Linked DNA regions of Rattus norvegicus: regions 1 and 3 are each linked to region 2. Evidence: chromatin contacts called from public Hi-C data. All regions are on one chromosome and are shown on one strand. Each heading gives the region's core, a stretch centred on a gene start, on an enhancer-like site or on the middle of the called end of the contact. The rest is flanking DNA. Distances are from core to core; before and after follow the strand shown. Region 1 has its middle 52 kb from the start of Atp5pdl1. Region 2 overlaps Rad51b (RAD51 paralog B). Region 3 has its middle 29 kb from the start of Atp5pdl1.

The links. A called contact is a pair of places that touch in the nucleus more often than the background predicts.
Region 1: a Hi-C map of mammary epithelial cells shows a contact between it and region 2, with 1.6 times the contacts expected there. The contact joins two enhancer-like sites. A contact is called at or near these places in 1 of 12 Hi-C or Micro-C datasets (mammary epithelial cells) and 1 of 1 datasets of contacts at active chromatin or transcription factors (oligodendrocytes).
Region 3: a contact with region 2 is called in a Hi-C map of mammary epithelial cells, with 2.5 times the contacts expected there. The contact joins two enhancer-like sites. A contact is called at or near these places in 1 of 12 Hi-C or Micro-C datasets (mammary epithelial cells) and 1 of 1 datasets of contacts at active chromatin or transcription factors (oligodendrocytes).

What each region holds. Positions count from the first base shown.
Region 1 is chr6:104,480,311-104,483,182 of GRCr8, reverse strand. No RefSeq gene overlaps it. Among named protein-coding and RNA genes, the nearest start is that of Atp5pdl1, 52 kb to the right of the region's middle. Within about 2 kb of position 1,407, at least 56 of the 93 cell types and tissues checked have an H3K27ac peak or open chromatin away from gene starts, as enhancers often do.
Region 2 is chr6:104,224,666-104,227,365 of GRCr8, reverse strand. The region is part of intron 8 of Rad51b (RAD51 paralog B); the gene reads right to left. Among named protein-coding and RNA genes, the nearest start is that of Atp5pdl1, 200 kb to the left of the region's middle. Within about 2 kb of position 1,410, at least 10 of the 93 cell types and tissues checked have an H3K27ac peak or open chromatin away from gene starts, as enhancers often do.
Region 3 is chr6:104,457,873-104,460,712 of GRCr8, reverse strand. No RefSeq gene overlaps it. Among named protein-coding and RNA genes, the nearest start is that of Atp5pdl1, 29 kb to the right of the region's middle. Within about 2 kb of position 1,447, at least 12 of the 93 cell types and tissues checked have an H3K27ac peak or open chromatin away from gene starts, as enhancers often do.

The DNA of each region.
Region 1 (2,872 bases), core at 158-2,657, 260 kb before region 2:
ACTATATATTAATATTATATAAATTTATTATATATACTATAAATTATATTATATATACATTATATATATATAAAGGCAAGGGAATGCTTTGTGTGAGCCCTAATGACTAGAGTTCCTGGTCCTATTTCATTTAAGAGAACTGGAGAAAGAGAGAGTCCAGAGTCTTCATTTCCCCAGCGCTAGCTCTGGATTTCAGAGTCCAGACCTTGCAAGAGGGTTGGGGTAATCTGCATTCCACAATAAGGAGGGGCTAGGAGAGACCTGGGGTCCAGCTTTTCCCCAAAGCACAAAACTAGGCTAGGAAGATGACCCCCCCAAAAAACTCTGCCCCAGTCCCAGAAGCATCTTTATGACTCTCTTCCCCTCCTTTGCTTCTGTAGAACTGTTTCTCTGACAACCCATGTTAAGAGGCCTCCTGGGTACAGGCACCCTGCTGGATGCTGGCATGCAGCCCAAGAGTGGGACTCCCTGGCTGCTGGCCCCGTGGAGCTCACAGCTAGAGGGAGCTGACTTTTTATCCAGTAACTAGCCATCCATAGAGGTTATAGCAATGGGCCTACATTCCCTACCTGACCTCAGGCTGTTCTCTTGGGGTTGACTTGCTTATTCAAATACTGCTTTGCCCGCTGAGTCTCTTCCCTCCCTCTCCCCTGAGAGCCCTTCTGCAACCCACTGGACACCTAGGTTCAATCCACCTGTGGACTCATACTTACATGAGCATCTGGAACTTATCCATACAATGACCAGGAAGGCTGTTCTTAGATGTGTTTGCCTTAGTAAGAAAATCAAATCAAAGTATATGTGGAGGGGAAAGGTGGCTGTATGGGTGGGTGGGGGTGTGTGAGTAAAGATTGGGCTGCACAGAAAGACACTGGAACCAGGATGTTGCTGTAGGGTCTTGTACCTACTCAAAGGCTCCTGACTCTACTTTTGAACAATGCTAGGCAAATTACCACCCTGGTAACGGGACCGTCACAGCTCTGCCTGTCCATTTTAGCCTCAGAAAGTCGCCATAGCGCTTTCCTGTCCCCGTTTAGTGATCCTCTCTTGCCCAGGCTCGGAGAGCATGACTAAAGGGCAGAGTCCTGGAGGGAGGTGGATTTGCCATGGAGATTCACTAGCAAAGCAGGAAGCAGAGCGTGCTGAGGGTGCTTTGCAGGCTGTGGTGAGCTCTGCAGCAGATGAGCCGTTGTCTTGGTAACACTAATGAAAAGCAGGCCTCCGAGAGGGCCAAGAACCCCCGGGGACTGAGTTATCTCCCCCTCCCTCAGCTCTTCTGCCTCCCCACCAACCTCAGATCAAACTCCCCGAATATTTATAAAATCTCTCCCAGAAACAGAGAAAGTCAGTGGCCTGGCCAGGCATCTGCCCACGTCTTCCTGGCTGCTCTGGTGACACTGTCCAACGTGGCTCATTATTCTGTTTTTCTTCCTTGCTTGAGCAGGACAATGAGGGAGGGAGGGGGGAAGGAATGTTTGCTCTGTGCTGTTAGACTGACATCGAGTCAGGGTGTTTACTTCAAGTTAGGGGGTCTCGCTGGCTGCTCTGGTCCTCCCTGCTCTTCAGTTCCCAGGTTGTCTTGTTTGGTCCCACGGATTTCTGAAGTGCCTTGGTTGCTGGCTTCCTCTGCCCCTACCAGCCTCTGCCTGGGGCTTTGCGGCAGCTTCTGAGGGAGAGCAGTGTCAGGAGGCTCTGAAATGGAAAGGGCTGCCTGCAAAAGGAGCCAGCCTCCCTGCCACGGGGAGCGGGCTTGGGGCTTGCTCACTTTGAAGAAAAGGGAGGGACTCACATGCAGCCAGCAGGGAGTTAAAGCTGGTCTGAGAAAATCCAAGTGACCCCCCTCTCCCCAGTTCCCGTTCATTACTTGTTTTGCCTGGTGGATCTTAAAATGCAAAGAAGTCGAGCAACGCACAGAGCCCAGAGGGGCAGAGGCGATGCAGCAGCCCGTCTCGTCCTGCTGGTAAAGGGAAAGGCACCATTTGCCCTGTTGATGAGAATGCCCTGTGGTTGCCCTTCCTGACAGCTGAGTGCCCCGGGGGTGGCATAGCTCCGTGGAGGGAGACAGCAGCAGGTTGTGGGCAGGTCCTGGATTGGGTGGAGGTGATTGGTTATGAGTGTCATACCCAACTCTGCCAAGCTCAGACTTCCAACTTGGGTAAGTTATGAGTCTCCCTTCTCCGTCATTGGAAAATGGATTAAGGTCTCTTCTGTAAGTTTTATTCAGGAAGGAGAGATTACAAATGCTTTACAAAAAGCACATACATGTCATCCCTGGGCCAAACGTAAGACACAAGACCTTAACCTCATGGGACATAAAGTGTGAGAAGGATTCATGGATGTGCTAGAAGGGACAGGGAGGTGTCTCGTGGAGGGAGGCTTCAAACACAACTCCAAGAATGAAAGGATTTGGACGGAAATAAGGACAGTTGACAGCGGACTAAGATCCAGATATTGGGGGGAGAGGAGGGACCTGTGGAGAAGGCCAGCTTAGGAGAAATGGGGAGGACGCTGGGAACTGTAGTGAAGGCTGTCTGACGCAGTGAGAAGCATCTGTATAGGAGAGGAAAGAGGCTTGTTCCCAGTAGCTTTTTAAATGAATGAACCTGCTTTGAGTGACATCCACTAACAGCCCAGCCAGAAGAGGTGAAAGGAAACCAGGTCAGTGATTGGAGAGAGCAGGACTATTGGCCTTTAGCTCGTGTGGCCTCAGGGAGACTTTGAGTTTCGGTGGCTGGGGGACATGAACCTCCAGAGACTTATCCTTTCCTTACCTCTCTGCCAAGGAGGTCAGCCAAGTGGCACAGGAGGGTGGAAATTAGAGTTAAGGAGTGAGTGAGAAAGAAGACAAGTTCCACTGTGTCGGGAGCCTGAG
Region 2 (2,700 bases), core at 161-2,660:
CTGACAAAAATCCAGTCCAGATGTTTGTCCTACGAGATCAACAGTAACTGTGTGAAACTCCCTCTGGAGTGAGAAAGCTCTAGAAGAAAGGGATTGGTTGGAAAAGAAAGGGAAAGGAGGTTGGTGGGGTGGGTGTGGACAAGCCCTGTTTGATACTCACTTGACAGAGACACAGTACTTAACTTATTTTGTGTATAAGTACTCTAGTTTATATAGCCTCCCCTTCCTCATCCCTCCTTTCAAAGCCACAGGGACTTGGCTTGTGAAGCCTGCAATGGTTGTCCCATAACCTTTGCTTTTAAATTAAACAAATGACCTCAGATTTTGGAGCAGTTGTTGACTCGGGGGGAAAGTATGCCATTAAAAGTGTGCCAGAAACAGATTTAATTGGTACACGTCCCAAAAACGGCCCCAAAGAGCACAGGCTTCCCGCATATAGATTTCAGGGAACTTACTCAAAGGCCGCACGGCTTTGTCAAAATTTGAGATGTGAAACAAGCCAACTGAAAGAGTCCGTATCAAAAGGGTAAATTCAATTCAAGAGATATTAATCTGATTACCTAAGTATGGCTGCGAATCGGATATGGTCCATTGTGTGCTCTTGTTCAACCTGGACAGCTGGAGGAGCCAATGGCTTCCTTTCCCCTGACATATAATTAAGTTTTAAGAGCCGATCAAGTTACGGATACCAAGTTTTAAGAAATATTTCATTCAGGAGTGGCATTTACAGTGCTTGCCTGTTGCAAGAGTCATTGTTCATTTTACTTCCTTGAGCCATGCCGGAGAGTGTGCGGATCAGAGCTCGGGGCCTCGGTGTTTGTGTTTCAAGCTACAATAACCGCCCTCTGTGCACCTGCCTGGAGGAGAAACCAGTCCAGCCGCCTCCCAAGACAAAAGAGCCCTGTTTTAAGTGCTGAAAACCCAGACATGAACTGACCCTGTCAAATTCCAGTTAGGGGAAAAAAAAATCAATATTTTTCAACCAATCCAAGGGAGCTGGGTTTCCTTTTCTAGCCACACGTAGTTGGAAAAGAGTGACTGGGCAACAGAGTCATTTCTTTTCTCATGAGTCTTCCCACCTTCTAGGTTCCTTCCCTGAAGGTGGGACTCGCGGCCTGGTATACCATTTTCTTCCCTTGGGGTCCATACACATTTTTTTAACGTCTTTCTCTCCCAGACAGCTAGAATGTAATCTGACTTCAGCCATAGAAGCACACCTTCCCGAAGCAATGTGTTGCCAACGTGCGTTAACAAAGATGTCCCCAGTACTTGTCACAAACTGCAGGTACACTCACTGTTGTAAGAATGCTTACCAGTAGGCAAAGGGCCAAGACTACACTCTCTCTATTCCTACTATGGTTTTTAATATGAGTTGGTAAAGGCCAGGACTAATTTTAGATGCCTTCTCTTGATCAGCTTCACGACTCATACTAATTCATATCGGGGATGAATCACACCAAACTCAACAGAGAAGTATATCACCATAAAGGAAATGGTTTCTCGAAAAATCTGAAACAGCCAACAGAATGGGGTTTCTTTTGACATTTCACCCAGGTAGCAGATGAGCAACCAGGAAAGGGAGGTGACGGACCTAACTTGAGAGCACAAGTTTCGGGGTTGGGGATTTAGCTCAGTGGCAGAGTGCTTGCCTAGCAAGCGCAAGGCCCTGGGTTCGGTCCCCAGCTCCAAAAAAAAAAAAAAAAAAAAAAAAAAAAAAAGAGCACAAGTTGCTTACAACACCAGGGATGGCCTGCAAGTTATAGTTTCCTACCTCTTTGAGTGGAGGGGAGATAAATTATGATTTTGGCAGTTATCTTAAACTGTTGTTGGCAGTGAGGCCCTGGCCAAAAATAGTTTTTTTATTACACCTGCTGATCAACAGCTATAGTTTCAAGGGTTAAAGCTTTCTGAAGACTGCTTCAATAGTTACTCCAAACTCCAGTCCCAAGGGTCAGGGAAACCAGATGATCAGTATAGAGAAGCCAGGTTCTCTGACATAATCCCTGCACCAGGAAGTGACTAATTGTTTGTGTCTGTAGTGAGCCTAGGAACCAAGCAATAGTTTATCTGATTTGGTTCTCATTAAGAAGCTATCCAAGAAAACAGAGTTGACTACCTCAGGTGTAAGGTACATTGAGCTACTTTGACCAGGCTGGCAGATTCTTGGTGCAGCATCGTACTGAATTTCAGCTGCCACTTTACCAGTGGATGTGACCAGTGACAAAGGCAGTCAGTCTATCAGGGTACTGCATACACACTGAATCAAAATGCTAGTCAAGGAGACTGTCTTCGTTTTGTTCAGATATCCTGTGACGGTGGCCCATGCCATTGTCAGGGGTTGGCAGCAAGTGCATTCATTTCCTGCTGAGCCTCCTACTGGACTTGAACTTCTCCCTCCTTCTTGACTACTTACTAGCTGCTGTACAACATAACACAACAATAATTGTTGCATGTGTCTGAACTCTGTTATCAGGCCGTTCTCTATTTATTAGTCAACTATAGCACAGCACCAGGCCAACTCAGACTTCATTTGGTATTCAGACATTCTAAGACTCCAAACAGAGAAGCTGAGCATTAGAATTGGCCTTTATGTTCTAGAAGGGCCAAGGCTGAAACTGGTCTTCCTATCCTCTGAACAGTAAGAGTTTACTATTATAGGTGCTCTACACTGAATGAAGGGATGGATTAATGAGCAAGCAA
Region 3 (2,840 bases), core at 198-2,697, 230 kb before region 2:
AGAAGAAAATCAGAGTGGGGAATGATAGATGACTCAAGGCTACAATTGCAGTACTCGGGTGACTGAGGCAGGAGGATTATGACTTTCAGTCCAATCTGGGGTATATAGCAAGATCCTATGAAAAAAAAAGTGAAAAATTAAATAGAATACAGAACCAATAAAAAAAATACTACGTTATTGCTCTTGACATTCTAGAGCATGGAAAAGGAGTTAAGTTTCCCATGTGCCACAACATCCCTGCAGGAGAAACTGAGGCATAACTACTCGGAGATGAGGCCCTTGTAAAGTCCCACAGCAGGCTTGGAAAGGGCAGGGTTAACTGGCTGCTGTCTGGGAGTCTGCATAGCTACGTTTCTCTTTCCTTTGACTCCAGCCTCAAAACTCCCTGTCTCACCTTGTAGATCACACAGCCTCGCGGCCTGCCTGGGACAGAGCTTCAGAACTTTAAAGGAGAATTTTCAGTTGCAAAGGTCTGGCCCCCATCTGCTGAGCAGCTCTTTCTATATCCCTGGAGTGACACAAGTGTCCACAGGAGGGGTCATTGGAGAGTCGGGATGATCGGGATGCCTATCCTAAAATGCAGGCTGCAAGGGCTTTTAGAAAAAAGGAGACAGGGAAGCAGAGACACACAGAGACAGACAGACAGACAGAGACAGAAATAGAGAGAGACAGAACCAAAAGCTTTCTGGGATCTGGGAATGAGGACGTTTATAGTTTAAGTAGATTCTTCATGTGCTTAAATTGTACAAAGACAGCTTCAGAGAGTGACTACGGGGTGGGGGGGTGGGAGATAGGGGATGGGGATGGGGGATGGGAGGAGCTTCCATGATAACAAAGACCACAGCTAAGGAGCAAGGGGCCTTGCTCCACCAGGCCAGGGGAAACTCGTCTCACATACTACTGATTTTGTAATCCTCACAGGAACCCTCTGTAGTAGGTATGTTGTCCTCTCTTTCCAGGTGAGGAATCTGAGGCACAGAGTAAATATATAGCTTACTCACATTCACTCAGAGGGAGCCATAACGCAGGGACCTGCACCTAATACTGTGATATACCAAAAGCGGTGTTTGAATTCAGCACGTGCTGCCTCTAAGAGAAAGCCGGAGTTCCTGCCTCAGAGTAAAGACATTCATGCTGCTTGGGTTGCTCTGTATGGCTGTCTCATACCCACAAGAAGACTCTCCTTGCACTGACAGAGCATTTAGGCTTCAGGCCGTGTGTCTACCTGGAACCCTATGCTGTGGTTTGCCAAACAGCCACACTGGGAGTCTCCCATGCTCTCACACCCCAACCCTGGCCTGTATGGTTTGTATTTGTTTCTCAGCCTGTACCTGAACACTTCTAGCTTTTGCTTTCGCTTACGTATTTCCTCTAAGTGCCCTTGGCAGGCTTTGCAGAGTTGAGACCGATGTAGGCCCGGCCTGTCTATTTCCTGTTGCATTTCCTTTAGACACCCACATTGAAATCCTTTTCGCTGCCCTATGAATACAGATTCTCAGGCTCTGCCAGAGGCTTCCATAAGGCCTTCCGCAGTGGGAGTGTTGTCTGCATTTGGGGACGTCTTCTCAAGTGATTTTGAGATGCTGATGACAAGCCAGACTTGGTTATTTGAACATCAGCTACACTCTGGTGCCTTAGAGGCAGTAGGGCACTGTAAAGAATTCACTGAGATTTAGGGCACCAACACTGGTGTTCTCAGCAGGATGCTGGGACAAAGGGATGTGAAGAGTAGCAGAGACAGGTGTAGGAGGCTGGACGGTATTTCTGCCAGCCGTATGGAACTCCAGGGTGGGCAAATGCCCTGGCAAGAATATTCTATAGAAAAGGTTCCAAGCAGAGGCCTCCAGAGTCTATTTCAAGCATCTAGGAAGCTGCTGTTTCCTGCTGGGAAGTAGTATCCCTTTTGTTTTCTCTAGGAGATCCCAGCAAGCAGGATAGAGAAAGATTCAGGCAGTCAACCAGACAGGAAGTCAAGTGGCCTCACAATGTAGAGAGAGTGATGAAGACACAGTCAAGTGGATGATGGGAGCAGAAAAGTGTCTCTGTGTGTGTACTGGAGCATGTGGGTGTGTACATGCATGTGTGCATGCCTGTGTGTGTACTGGAGCATGTATGTTTCCTCTGAGGACTGTGTGTTTATGCATGCATTGTGTACTTGGGCATGTGTGTCTGTGAGTATATATGTGCATGTTCATGTGTATATGCATGCATGTGTGTGTACTTGAGTATGTGTGTATGCATGTGCATCCATGTGCGCACACACACACACGCTCTTGCCCGTGTGTTAGGATATACTTCCATTTCCAAAGTTCACTTCAGAGTTCTCAAACTCATCTGTGGAAGTCTACTATGTGCAGAAAATGAAATTAAGTTTTAAGTTGGTTAGTTGGAGTTGAGAAAATCAAGCAAACAAAAAATCTTCAAATTGAAAAATGAAGAACTTCCCCCTTACCTCCCCAGTAACTCCAAAGCAACTGGGTGCAGAATGCTCAGTCTTGGCCTGCAGCAAGGCACACTCGGAAGGGAAACTACGGTTCTTTTTGTGAAAACCTAGGGCATCTAGACATGCTCAGTGGAGTAACTCAGAGGAAAATCTGTTTACAAACTGGGGAAACAGTGCAAGGGAGAACAGAGAGGAAAGTTGCTGGAGTGAACCGTTCCTTGCTTCTGTGAGTAGAAGCATGACTTCTGCTACAAGGACTGTTTGTGGCCTCCGGACTGGGGCAAGATGTTCAGGATTCTGGGGCCTTGATTTTTGCCCTAAAGAAAGCAGGAAGCCGAGATTGGTGGTTCATACCTATAACCACTTGGGAAGCTGAAGCAGGAGAATTGTCATCAGT